2 separate regions of the Cyprinus carpio genome follow, and region 2 is linked to region 1. Evidence: chromatin contacts called from public Hi-C data. All regions are on one chromosome and are shown on one strand. Each heading gives the region's core, a stretch centred on a gene start, on an enhancer-like site or on the middle of the called end of the contact. The rest is flanking DNA. Distances are from core to core; before and after follow the strand shown. Region 1 holds the start of LOC109055785 (polyadenylate-binding protein 1A). Region 2 overlaps LOC109055787 (E3 ubiquitin-protein ligase RNF19A-like).

Region 1 (6,660 bases), core at 2,060-4,559:
GCTCTTCCTCAGCGAGGGGTCGCGCTGAGACCACATGATGCGGACCGGTCTACCCTTGATCACGTCAAAGTTCATTGTGTCTAGAGCTCGTTCAGCTGGAAGCAAAAACAATTATGAGGCTACTAAAAAGATCAGCACTTAAGGCAAGGCACTATTGGCAAAACCATTGTCTTTTTATTTCACGCACTCAACAGTTTGAATATTTCTGGATTTTGTTCATCCACGTCTTTTTGTACTACTAGAAAGAAAACCTCCAAAATACATATTTAAATGTTTGTTTTATTACACTACCTATTTGTGTCTATTTATTTAGGATTTAATGCCATATCAGCGGCTATATTCAAGTCAACAGTATTATGATTACAATATTTCAACAAATTGTTTAGAATAATTTAACAACTTTATCTTAAAAACAATCAACATACAAATATAATTAAATTAACAATTATAACAATAGGAACAATAACAAATACATACAATTCCAGAAAAGTTGGGACGTTTTGTGAAATGCCATAAATATCAAGAATATTTTATCTGGTGTTCCTCTTTAACTTTTATTTAATTGACAAAGAAAAAAATATTTTTTTTCACTGACCAACTTAATTTTATTTTGTAAACAGACAAATTTTGATTTGGATGGCTGCAACACACTCCAAAAGAGTTGGGACAGAGGCATGTTTCACCTCAACTTACCTTTTAATTACAATGTTTCATTGTTTGGGAATTGAGGATACTAATTGTTTCAGTTTTGCGAACAAAATTTTTGTCCAATCTCGCTTGATACAAGACTTCAGAAGCTCTGCAGTCTGTGATCGGCGTTGTCTGATTCTCCTTTGCATGACTGGTCAAACATTTTCAATAAGAGTCAGATCTGGACAGCAGGCAGGCCAGTCTAACACATTCACTGTCTCTACGAAACCACGCTGTTGCAGCACATGCAGAATGAGAGCTGGCATCGTCTTGATCTAATAACCATGGACTGCCCATAAAAGACTTCAACTTGGTGGAAGTGTATATCTCTGTATTTGCCTCCATGTCAATAGTATCTTCACACATTTGTCAGTCACCCATGCCGTTTGCACTGATGCAATCATATACCATGACAGATGTTTTCTTTTGCATCAGTCGCTGATGAAAGTCCGGATGGTCCCTTTGATCTTTGGCACTGAGAACTCAACATCATTTTTCTCAGAAACACACTGAAATGTGGACTCATCTGAGCAAAGCACACATTTGCACTGTCTTTTTGTCTATCTGAGATGAGCTCTGGCCCAGAAGCTGATGTATAGCTTTCTCCTCCAGTAACAGAGATTCAAGTTGCATTTCTTGACGCAGTGGCGGACTGTAAAGTGACAGGGGTTTTCCGAAGTACTCCTGAGCCCATGCGGCTATATTTAACATCGCAGCATGACGGTTTCTAAAAGTTAAAAATTATACAAGTTAAAGAGAATTAACAGATCACAGATTCTGGATTTTATTGCATTTTACAAAACGTCCCAACTTTTCTGGAACTGGGGTTGTAGAATGTATGACACTGTATAATAAAACTCTAAAATTATTCCAGGAGAAACCTTTTCAAAAATCTGTTTCTTTAAAATTGTCTCATCGTTCTCATCTCATCAAAGTTCTCATCATTAGTGTTTTCTATTTGAGATTTATATGGACATTTCTATTCATATATTATTTAATTTCATAAAAATATGGCATAAAAAGTTCCAAAAAACCCTCTGTAAAACATTCAACTCTATTGTCGATAAGATTTAACAATGAATTTCAGACCTGTCTTCATCCAATAATCACACTTCTGTTCTGATACAGATACAAACAAGTTCATATTTAATTAGACAGTCGAAATATTTAAAAACATTTCAGAAAACTTAATTCAAAACATCTGTCTTTATGTACGGTTATTAATCAACTAGGGAAGCATCTGCTCAGATCTATTAATTAATATTGTCACCAGTAGTGTTTTGCCTTAAATTTGCAAAAGATGATCCTGACACTGACTGAAAGTGAAGCGAATATTTTTCTCTCATCATAAAAGTGTCCATCTGAATAACCAGATCATAACTACTCCGTGATACATACATTACACAGACACTGCTTAGTCCCTACACTAATTTTTTAGTGCATTTTTTAATGGTTTAATGTCTGAACCATTTTGTGCAACCACCAAAATCCACATATGATATATGCAACCTGAATCCAAAAAAAAAAAAGATAGAAATCTCTGAATGCAAACTGAACATTGACCTAAATTCGAGGAGCTGCACACGTGACACCCCCAAGACCATGTTTAAACCCACAGCATGATATAGCTTCACAATAAAGCAGGGATAATAAACCGCAATAATCAATGCGATCAAGGCATTTTCCGGATAGGGTTATCTGTGCTGCACACTCTCCGCCCACCCACGCCCTAAATATGACAGGCACGCCATGCAGCTCTCATCCTCAACGCTTTATAATTCATAACCAGACGCTTGCGCTGCATGTGGAGGAGATGCATAAGCACGCAACTGACGCGCTACATTTACAATATGTCTTTAGCGTCAATGCCATCATTTACCGTCTGCAGGCTGCTGAAAGTTGACATAGGCATAGCCCAGCGACCGGCGCGTGATCATGTCCCTGCACACCCGGATGGACAGGATGGCACCGGCCGGGCTGAACTTCTCGTAGAGCATGGCTTCAGTCACGTCCTGGTGCAGGTCTCCAACATACAGGGAGGCCATGGGGTAACTGGGAGCGCTGGGGTTCATTTTCTCTTCCCTCGCAGCTGTGAACTCGCGGAATCGAACGCGTTTGGAGGCGCTAGCGCGTGAGCTCAACTACGTCAGAATGTAGCTAATAACGGTAACTGTCAAATTAACCTCAACAGGCTAGTTTTAAAACTGAAAACCGTCGACTAAAAGATGACTTCGCCTGGACGATTAAAGCGTTTCGTTTAAAAATGACGAATATTTAGGGCAACTTAAAAGTTCAAATGCGAAAAATCCAAACCGACGAATCGAGCAAACCGCTAACGGTTAACGGTTAACGGCAGGCCTTCGCGAGCTCGCACACTGTCGTTATCTTTCGGGGTTGTTGAGATGTTTCAAGGCCTCCAGCTCCCACTTCACCGATTTTTAATTAAAATGAAAGAAAAAAAAAAGAAAGAAAATGATTTTTTGGAGTTTTTAAAAGTTTTTAATTTTTTTTTGTATTTTTTTTTATTTTTTATATAATGTGTGCCGAGGCGAGCTCCGGAGCACACGCGCACTCTCACAGCACTAACAGCCGGGGATCGGGAGAGAAGGGGCGGGGCGAGCCATCCCATATATACCTGCCACGACGTCATCCACCGACGCAATGTGACGCAATCAGTTTGGATGGTGATTGGATGAGACGTGTTAGAGCCCGCAGATCTGGCCAATAAGCTTTTAGAATGATGAATAGTTGATTTTTGTAACGCATGTATAAAAGTGAAAATAAATTACTCAGCTTATATATATATTTTTTAACGTTTATTCATTTAATTTAGATTAGGTTATTCACTTAAATATTTAATATGTATACAGTGGTGTCCAAAATTAATAGAGCACTAGTATTTTCACCAGCTACAAATGGTTTTAAGTCAGTTATTTCTATCTTTTGCTGTCTGTGTCAGTAGGAAATATCAGTTTATGTTTCCAAACATTCATTTAGCCATTAATTGTAATAATCCAGTGAGATTTTTGTTTGCTGCACACAGAGATCTGATGAAGAAACAGAGCAAACTGAGACAGACTCAATCCAGAAGAACTGTGGCAGCGTCAGAAGTTGAAAAAAAAAAAATATATATTTTCTGACATTATTTTTGACAGCATCCTCATTTTACAGCATTTAATTTTATAGCTATCATTTGGAAATTACACAGCAACAATAGTTGTTTTATTAATCATGTCAATCAATGTCATATCAATCATGTTCTTTACTGACACTGTTTTCTATTTCACTCAATAATTAATATTTTTTATTATGGATTTTCCTTGGGTCTGGCACAAAGGTACAAGAAACAAAAAACAAGATCAAATCTATAACAGCTATTTGAAAAGTCAACATTTTTCCAATACAGACAGTTTTAATGTGACCTTTATATCACAAAAATATCTTAAATTAATAAATGTTGAATAATAACAAGTCAAAGAACTGTCGATTTCCAAATGTAATTTATCAATAACTGCACTTGGGTCTTTGTAGCCTATATTAGTGATAAATAACCTAATTGCTTTGATCACACAGGATGCTGAGGGGAACCAATACAGTCTGTGATCAGTGTTGTGTTTATTCTCTGTAACAGTCCTCACTGTTCAGTTTCACAACACATGATTAAAACTCATAGTTGATAAACAGCACAGATGTCTGTACTGAAGATCACCAGCAGGGGGAGTCACAGACCTGGAAGAACTGGAAGCTGTCGAAGTCAAGCCAATTAAATAGCAGGGCCATATTTCTGTGACTATTTTCCAGAAAAAAGCACACTGATAGTGGGGCATGTGGTCATAAACTATCTGGATTCTCATTTCTATTGCTATCTAAAACTAGTATAATTGAAAAAAAAAAAATTGAAATAAAATTCTAAAACTAGTGAAAATGTCAAAAAGCACATAAAATTACAGTGAAAATGGAATATATATATATATATAAAGCAACCTCAAAATATGATATTATGCCGGGGTGTGTTGTCACATTCTGCTGTTTATTGCAGTGCTGTAATTGTTAACGAAAATTATTAAACATATTTTTATTTTTGGTAATTGAAATAAAATAAAAAGATTAGATTTAAAAACTGAGGTAAAGAGAGGTATGATTTCTAAGATAAATAGAAATAAAAACTAAAAATGACAAAGCAATATTATATTATGTATTATAATACAACAGAGATAGTTTCAAAGCAGCTTCAGTGTTAAACAGGAAAGGATCAGAATGATTTCACACATGAGGCTATAAAGCAGCTAGACACAATAGTGTCATTATTCAGTTCGGCTCAAGAACTCTGTAAAGTTCATTTATTATAAAACCAGTTCAATTCAGCTATAAGCAGCTCTACTGAAGCTCAATATTGATTCAGTTGAGCTCAATAACAGTGTCAGTGTGCAAAATTCATCAGTTTGATTCAGTAGGGCTATAACGTAGAAGACAATAATGCTGTTATCATCTCAATTCAGTTCAAGTTCTTATTCTCATAGTCTCAACTCAATACTGTCAAATTCATGATTTTCCTAAATATTAAATATAGGTCAAAAGTACTCTGAAAGTAGTCTGATTTGCTTTTGGCTGTGTGTTATAATGCACATGTATTGTCTTTGTCGTTCAACTCAGAGGAGTCTCTCTCTCCCGTCCCTTCCCGCTGATTACTCATCCTCTCTCCACATAAGTACTGTTGTTCAGAGCCGTCTGCCCGTCTCCATGGCAACAGGGCCCATCCCACAGCCTTAGCCCGAGGCCTTCACTGACACACCCCAGCTGAGAGCCTTCCAGAGCTGCTCCACTTCACTTTAAAATACAGGATCGGGTGGACAAAACATGATTCCTGTTTAAATAGGCCTGCAAATCACAATATTAAAATTCAAACATATTTCCAGGGGTATGTATATATATATATATATATATATATATATATATATATATATATATACACACACACAAATATATATATATATATATATTTATTTTACATTTACTAATGCATTGACTAATAGAAGTTGTGCTTGTTAACATTAGTTAATGCACTGTGAGCTAACATGAACGACTGGATTTTCATTAATGTTAACAAAGATGAATAAATACTGTAATCAATGTATTCTTCATCGTTTGTTTATATAAGTTAATACATTAATGGAACCATATTGTAAAGTGTTACCGATTTTCTTAATCCTTATAAATCCTTAAGAATTAAAATCACAATTTTAAAAATCCCTGAAGTTCTCAGGTTTCATTATTATATATATTATCCTTCACATTTTAACCATTAAATTACAATACACTTACTGAACCTGGTTTTTTAAAAGTTATTTCAGTTTTAAAAAGGCAATTTTAATCACATTTGAAGAATTTATTATTTTACATAAATTGTCAGGGACTCACACTTCACAATTTTAAAACGGTCCAGGTCTGTTATTTTACTGTTACTGATGTACTTTTATAGTTTTCTGAGCTTCTCAGCATCTGCCTCAGTCACCTGTCCTTCTCTCCTCGCTCCAGTGAATCTGGTGCAGGACTCAGATGAGTGATACGACCCGGTTCCTGCTCTGCCTGTAAAACAGGTCTGAGAAGACAACCACTTGACCACCAACCCGCTCGAAGCCCAAGCAGCATTAAATCACACGGTTCAGATTGAGAATCTTAACCGACCCTCGTGTTGCTCTAAACTTCATTTTTTCTTTTTTACATTTAGCAGACACTTTAATTCAAATTGACTTGAGGAAGCAATCAAAACCAACAAAAGAGGAATGATATCAAAGTGTTATGACACAGTACACAAGGTTTTTTTTAAAATTTTTTATATAATAAATAAAAAGAACACAAGTAGAATGGAAAAGGAATAGAGGACACAGTGTTGAGAGGGTCTCAACGGCCAGGTTTGAAAAACACCAGAGACCGAACGCAAGGCAAAAAGACCAAGAGATCATGTGGTTT
Region 2 (5,870 bases), core at 546-3,045, 49 kb before region 1:
TCACAGCTGTGAAAGGGAAGTCTACTATTGCCTGGTCCCTCGTGAGCTCATCTTGTATGAACATCTGGATTAGGGCATCGGACCCCTCCAGACTTCCTCGTTGCCTCTGAACAGTCGCAGACTCCTCCAACTAAAGCTATACGCGGCCTAACTGAGAGTATATGTGTGTACATGTGTAGTGAAGGTGCTCCTGAATACACGGGTCAGTCACATGGTATGTCAAAAACACATCATGGTCTTATTTCAGCCCAAAATTATGGCGTAAGAAATTACATTCAAAGAAAATGAAGCCTACTTGTAGAAACGATAAGGTTTGTGACATTTTCATGAAAATTAAAGTCTTATTACTGTAATGCAAAAATTATATCCATTTAAATAATGGTAGCATTTGTACTGCCTTTTTTTTACACAGTAATACAGAAACAAAATACTGTTTTATAGTATTAAGAACCTAGTAAGAATAATCAGGAATTATAAAAACTATACTACAGTAAAGAGAAAGAGGGATAAAATGTGCTTAAAGCAATAGTCCATCCAAAAATGAAACTTCAGTCGTCATTTACTCATCCTCATGTTGCTTCAAACCTATTCGAGATCTTCTGAAGAATGTTGGTAACCAAACCGTTTTGGTTCCCTGTGACTTCAATTGTATTTTCAAAATATATCTTCAAAATCAAAATCTTCTTTCCACAGAAGAAAGAAATACAGGTTTGAAACAGCATGAGGGTGAATGATGACAATCTTCATTTTTGGGTGAACTGTAGCTTTAATTAACATGAAAATGTCACAAATCACACTCGTCCAAAACAGAGGCTTCATTTCCAGTATGCAGGAATGATATTTCTCTTCTTTCCTTTTAATTTTGGGGTGAAAACGAGCTGGACACGTCTCACTCCACACTGGTGAGGTTCTTCACCCCAGCGACACTGAACACTGAAACAGAGCCATGAGTGATTGACGGCTACATCATCAGTCTCTGTGCATCACTTGCCCTCTTACATTCATCTGTTGCCTTTCTGAATCTTATCCGAGCTTCGGTCCAACCCTAAGCGCTGACCGACTGTCGGTCAAACGGTAACCTTTGGTCACAGCGAGCTTTCTGAAACCTTGAGGCGCATCCTGACCTTCCTTCTCCAACATTCAAAAAAAAAAAAACACCAACCGGGACGTTAAACCTCCATGAAACGAGCTTTAAAATCTTCAATTCAGTGTGCAATCCTTGGTAATAAAGGTTAGCTGTGAAAGCTAGCGTGTGTCTGCTTATATCTCTGTCTGAATGCAGGCGCTACGCACAGGGCTAGTCGGCTGAGGAAGGTTGTTATTGCGTTCTTTAGACGAGCTCTGGCCCGCATCAGCCGCACATATTAAACTCACATTCTCCTCTGCAATGTAGCATAGCGGGCGCTCTGCCACCCCGTCAGGGGTTAGAGGGGCGACCCCAGCTTGCGGGAGGGTCCCAGAAGCGGGACAGTTCTCCAGCCGGTCGTTCTCGACCTCTGGAAGCGGGCTGACCGCTCCGCCCGTGTTGGGATGACGGACGTGAGACTCGTAGCAGGGCGGTCTGCAGGCGTCCAGGTCGGAGCAGCTGAACTCTGAGAAGTGGCTGGAGTGTGAGTCGGCCACAGACGGCAGGCTGCCGCTCAGAGAGGGCGAGTCTAACTCGCTGGAGTTGGTGCTGCGGCGCTCCAGCAGCTGGGCGTCCATGTCTTCTCGCGCCTCGTTGATCTTGGTTCCGCCGCTCTTTTTGCGCAGCTTGCCTTTGCTCTTCTTGCCGGAGGAGGAGGAAGAGGTGGAGGACGGCTCCTTGGCCCAGCGAGAGGTAACGCACTTGCCCTCGTGGGGACAGCCAGAGGGGCAAACGCCCGCCCCATGTCCTCCGCTGCTGCCGTCGTCCATACTGCTGCTGCCGCTGTGGTGCCGGAGCTTCCCTCGCTTGGACTCCACATCCACCTGCACCTCCATACTGTTCCCTTCCCTGCTGCACAACAACATCTGCTGTTAATGACAGCTCCATCACTGAGCCACCTCACATTCTTTTGGATAAATGTGACCCTGGAGCACAAAACCAGTCATAAGCAGCACTGGTATATTTGTAGCAATAGCCAATGATACACTGTATGGTTCAAATCTCAACCAAAAATCTTTAGGATATTAAGTAAAGATCATGTTCCATGAAGATATTTTGTGAACTTCCTTCCATAAATATATCAAAACTTAATTTTTGATTAGTACTATGCATAGCTAAGAACTTCATTTGGACAACTTTAAAGGCAATTTTCCTCAATATTTAGATTTATTTGCTTCTTCAGATTCCAGAGATTCAAATAGTTGTATCTCAGCCAAATATTGTCTTATCATAACAAACCATACATCAATAAAAGCTCTTTTATAAATCATTTCTCAAAAAATTGACCCTTGTGACTGGTTTTGTGGTCCAGGGACACACATGAACACAGACCTGTCCAGAGGCAGGTAGGCGTTGAGAATGGATCCAGCCATTGCTTTGGTACTAGCGTTGTCACTGATTGTCCCCAGACTGACGGTGCCGGACTCCCCGCTCAGACTGCAACGCTCCTTTTGAACATCAGCTTGAACCTCCAACCTGAGAAACACAAACAGCACATTTAAAGAAGTCATGTGATGCGATTTCAAGTTTTCTGCAAAAGTCTTTGCATACAGTATATAAGATCTGTAAAGTTGCAAAGACTAAAGTCTCAAACCCAAAGAGACATTCTTAAATATTAAGTTAAGACTCGTCCACACCCTCCTAAAACGCCTCGTTTAAACACGCCTCCACGTTTACATCACTGTGTGGGAAGATTTGCATAACACCGCCCAAATGTTCACGCAAAGGAGGAAGGCATAACTTATATTCTCACTGTAGTATTGTTGCTGTTGCTGTCATGTCGTGGAGATGCTGTATTTCCAAATATTGTTTTCAGACCAATGAGCTTTGTAAAAATCAACACATTTCAGAAGGCGGGGCATAGAGGAGCAATAATTATGTACATTATGTGGAAAATAATGTGTTTTTTTAACCTTAAACCACGTAAACAGTGCATTATGATCGTATGACCCCTGTACAGCCTGTTAACCGATCCAAATGTCTACATGAATTTTCATGTCTTTTCAGACCATTGTGTGAAAACAGTAGGCTTTAGGTTATTTTTGGAAAAACTGAAATTCCCCTGTTAGTCTGCTACACAAAAGTGTTGCGCATCTTTCCATTTCTGAGACCTGCTGAGAACTTGTATTTACATGTTTTCAAACAGCTGTTGAGATTTCTGTATTCACTATGGTGGTTATCAAATAACTAGTGGTTCACCAATATAATCAACAAGACTGAAAATTATTTTAATTTTTTTTCCCTAATTACCAGCCAGTAAGATTTCCTGTTTGGCCGATAAGTGTTGGAAGCTGCCTAATAACTAAAAGGCAAAGGATAGACTACTTTATTTGATAACACTTTAGTTTAGGGACCAATTCTCAAATGTGTTTTCTCAAATACGTGTGTCTTTGAATATCTAACAAACATTTAGGCCCAGTTTCACATTCAGGGGTCAAGGATTAAGCTATAGTTCAATAAAGCAATAAAACCCAAGAAGCGGTGGTTTACAGTGAATTTACAGCTTCACGTCGTGCCTAACAACGCCCCTTAGCTGTTATAAATTAACTGTAAACCATGGCTTCACGGGGCTTATTGCTTTTATAAAACGGTTATTCCATATATGATGTTAGGTTTCACAAAATAAAAACAAATAAAGTGTAATGATATTAATAAAAACATTATTCTTCAACCAAACATTGTAGTTTCTCAGAATCTGTTGTGGTTGCAACAAAGTGGCCATGTAAACAAAGGTGTATGTTTGTAGAGTAATTTACAACAGCTTTGAACGTGGCTCAGCCAATCAGAACCAAGGCCTGGAACTATCTGTTTTATAAGCAGCTTTTATAAACGTGACTTAGAAAAAAAACATTACTGGTGTGCTTTACTGGTCTTGAGACAAAACAATGGCACTTACATATTTTAAGATTTTAGACTGGGACTAGGCTTAAGCCTTGTCTATGAAACCGTGGGAAAATGTGACAAATCTCACATACCAGCTGTTAGATCTCCTTGTGTGCACACCCTGCATAAAATGTGTCTACTCTTTATGTGATGGCTGGTCCACGTGAATGATCTTCCATCTTCCTAAATACTGTGTTCACGAGTGCCACCGGGTCATGGTTTTATATAATAGCAGAGGTTCTGGGCATGAGACCAGAAGCACGAATCATATTGGTTGGCTAGTTTTCTTGCAGTGCGATGGAAAAGACATTAAAACACCGCTATGTTAAAAAAAATCTGTTGCCCTGACCACTATTTCTCAGCCCTGTTGCTTTTACTTTTTGCATGTCTCTTTATTCAGACACACCTGATTCAAATCATCAGCTCATTAGTAGAGAGTCCACGGCCTGAAAAGGGTGTGTGAGAGGACACCTTCAACATGTGCATTGTTGGGGGCCCATAAAAAAAAAAAACACAAATGCCAATGCCATTTGTTCAAATTAAAATGTTTATCATTCTTTTGGGATTCTGTTAGATGTTTTGCATTTTGAATTTTATAGTATGTCCACATAGTCACACTTGGATTCCAAAACACATAGGGATGCACTATATTTTTAACAACACCAAGTCTCTCCTGTGTAGAAAATATAATTTATTTTCAATTTTGGTTAGTTTTGAAAATTTTTGTTAGTAGTATTAAACATTTTTAAAGTTCTTTTTTTTTAAATGAGAGTACATTAAAAGCCTTGAAAATAACTGTAATAAAATAAATCTCTGCTGTTTTTTTTTTTTGGCTCAGAGATTAAGTTGAAAACTTAATATTTTAATTGTGGATTTATCAGTAACAGATGGTCTAAAGCAAAAGAGCTGTAAAAATTCTAAAAATCGTTTACAGCGCCTTGTATAAAAAAGAAAAAAAGGCATATCGGCATCATTTCTTCAAATCCGTCCGATGTTTACATTTTGAGTCTTTATTGGCCGATTCCAATAACGTTCTGATAATATCATGCATCATGCTAAAAATACATGCCCCTTAAAGGCCATTTTTGGTCAATAACTGTGCACAAAATGCAGACACTGTCACTGACCTGTTAAAGCAGTTGACCATGGCACTTCCTGACAAGCTGCCAGTGATGCTGGCCCCAGCGAGGGCCATAGTGCTGGCGTTCTCGCTCAGGTTGTCTCTCATTGCTCCAATACGGTCCATGTGGCTCCCGCTGGCACTCAGGCTGCCCGTCAGACCCCCCACGCTGCCCTCGCCGATGCTGGGGTTATGCCTGGTCTCTGCTACTGAAGTGGTGTCTGATAGAAGAGAATAGAAAAGGGTCATTACAGCAGTACATAAAAGTGTGAAGTATTCTGGGGGGGGTAAACCAAAAACAAACAAAAAAAACAATCAGTAGCACTTTTCCAGTGTTTGGTTTTTCAGATTTGCACTACATGCCTGATTAGTGCTCTACAAATTGGATTATTAGCAATTTTGATGATAAACTTGTATTAACATCATAAGATCAGATTCAAGAAAGTAAAAGAGAAGACAAAAAAATCATTACATACAGCACTATTATTACTGATTTCTTAATTCAAGTTTTAATGGACTCAACTGATAAGCTACACATCCTTTTTGATGATTCAAATTTAAACCATTTAGACAGACATGTTAATCTGGGAAAAATAACACTGAATTTGACAAACCTGATTTCTCTTACACATAGCATGACCATGTTTCGAAACCTTTTGCCTCAGGCTTACTCTGTACATCAGAACAAAAGCTACTTGTTCCCAGAGTTACATGAGCTTCACGGGAATTATTTGGTGTTTG

Evidence for each region. Hi-C and Micro-C count contacts between places; a contact is called where the count stands out from the background.
Region 2: a Hi-C map of liver shows a contact between it and region 1, with 2.3 times the contacts expected there. The contact joins the enhancer-like site here to the promoter of LOC109055785 in region 1. A contact is called at or near these places in 2 of 8 Hi-C or Micro-C datasets (both in liver).

The regions. Positions count from the first base shown.
Region 1 is chrB19:5,003,242-5,009,901 of ASM1834038v1, reverse strand. LOC109055785 (polyadenylate-binding protein 1A) reads right to left here and starts at 3,309. Exons shown (of 15, transcript XM_019072969.2): 1 at 2,570-3,309; 2 at 1-95. The coding sequence starts at 2,762. LOC109055786 (14-3-3 protein beta/alpha-A-like) reads right to left here. Exons shown (of 6, transcript XM_042746022.1): 6 at 6,658-6,660.
Region 2 is chrB19:5,051,161-5,057,030 of ASM1834038v1, reverse strand. It overlaps LOC109055787 (E3 ubiquitin-protein ligase RNF19A-like), which reads right to left. Exons shown (of 10, transcript XM_042745060.1): 8 at 5,137-5,350; 9 at 2,459-2,602; 10 at 1-1,978. The coding sequence ends at 1,261. Among protein-coding and RNA genes, the nearest start is that of LOC109055784, 17 kb to the left of the region's middle. Within about 2 kb of position 1,795, at least 1 of the 8 cell types and tissues checked has an H3K27ac peak or open chromatin away from gene starts, as enhancers often do. A contact at or near this core is called in liver, where this site is marked.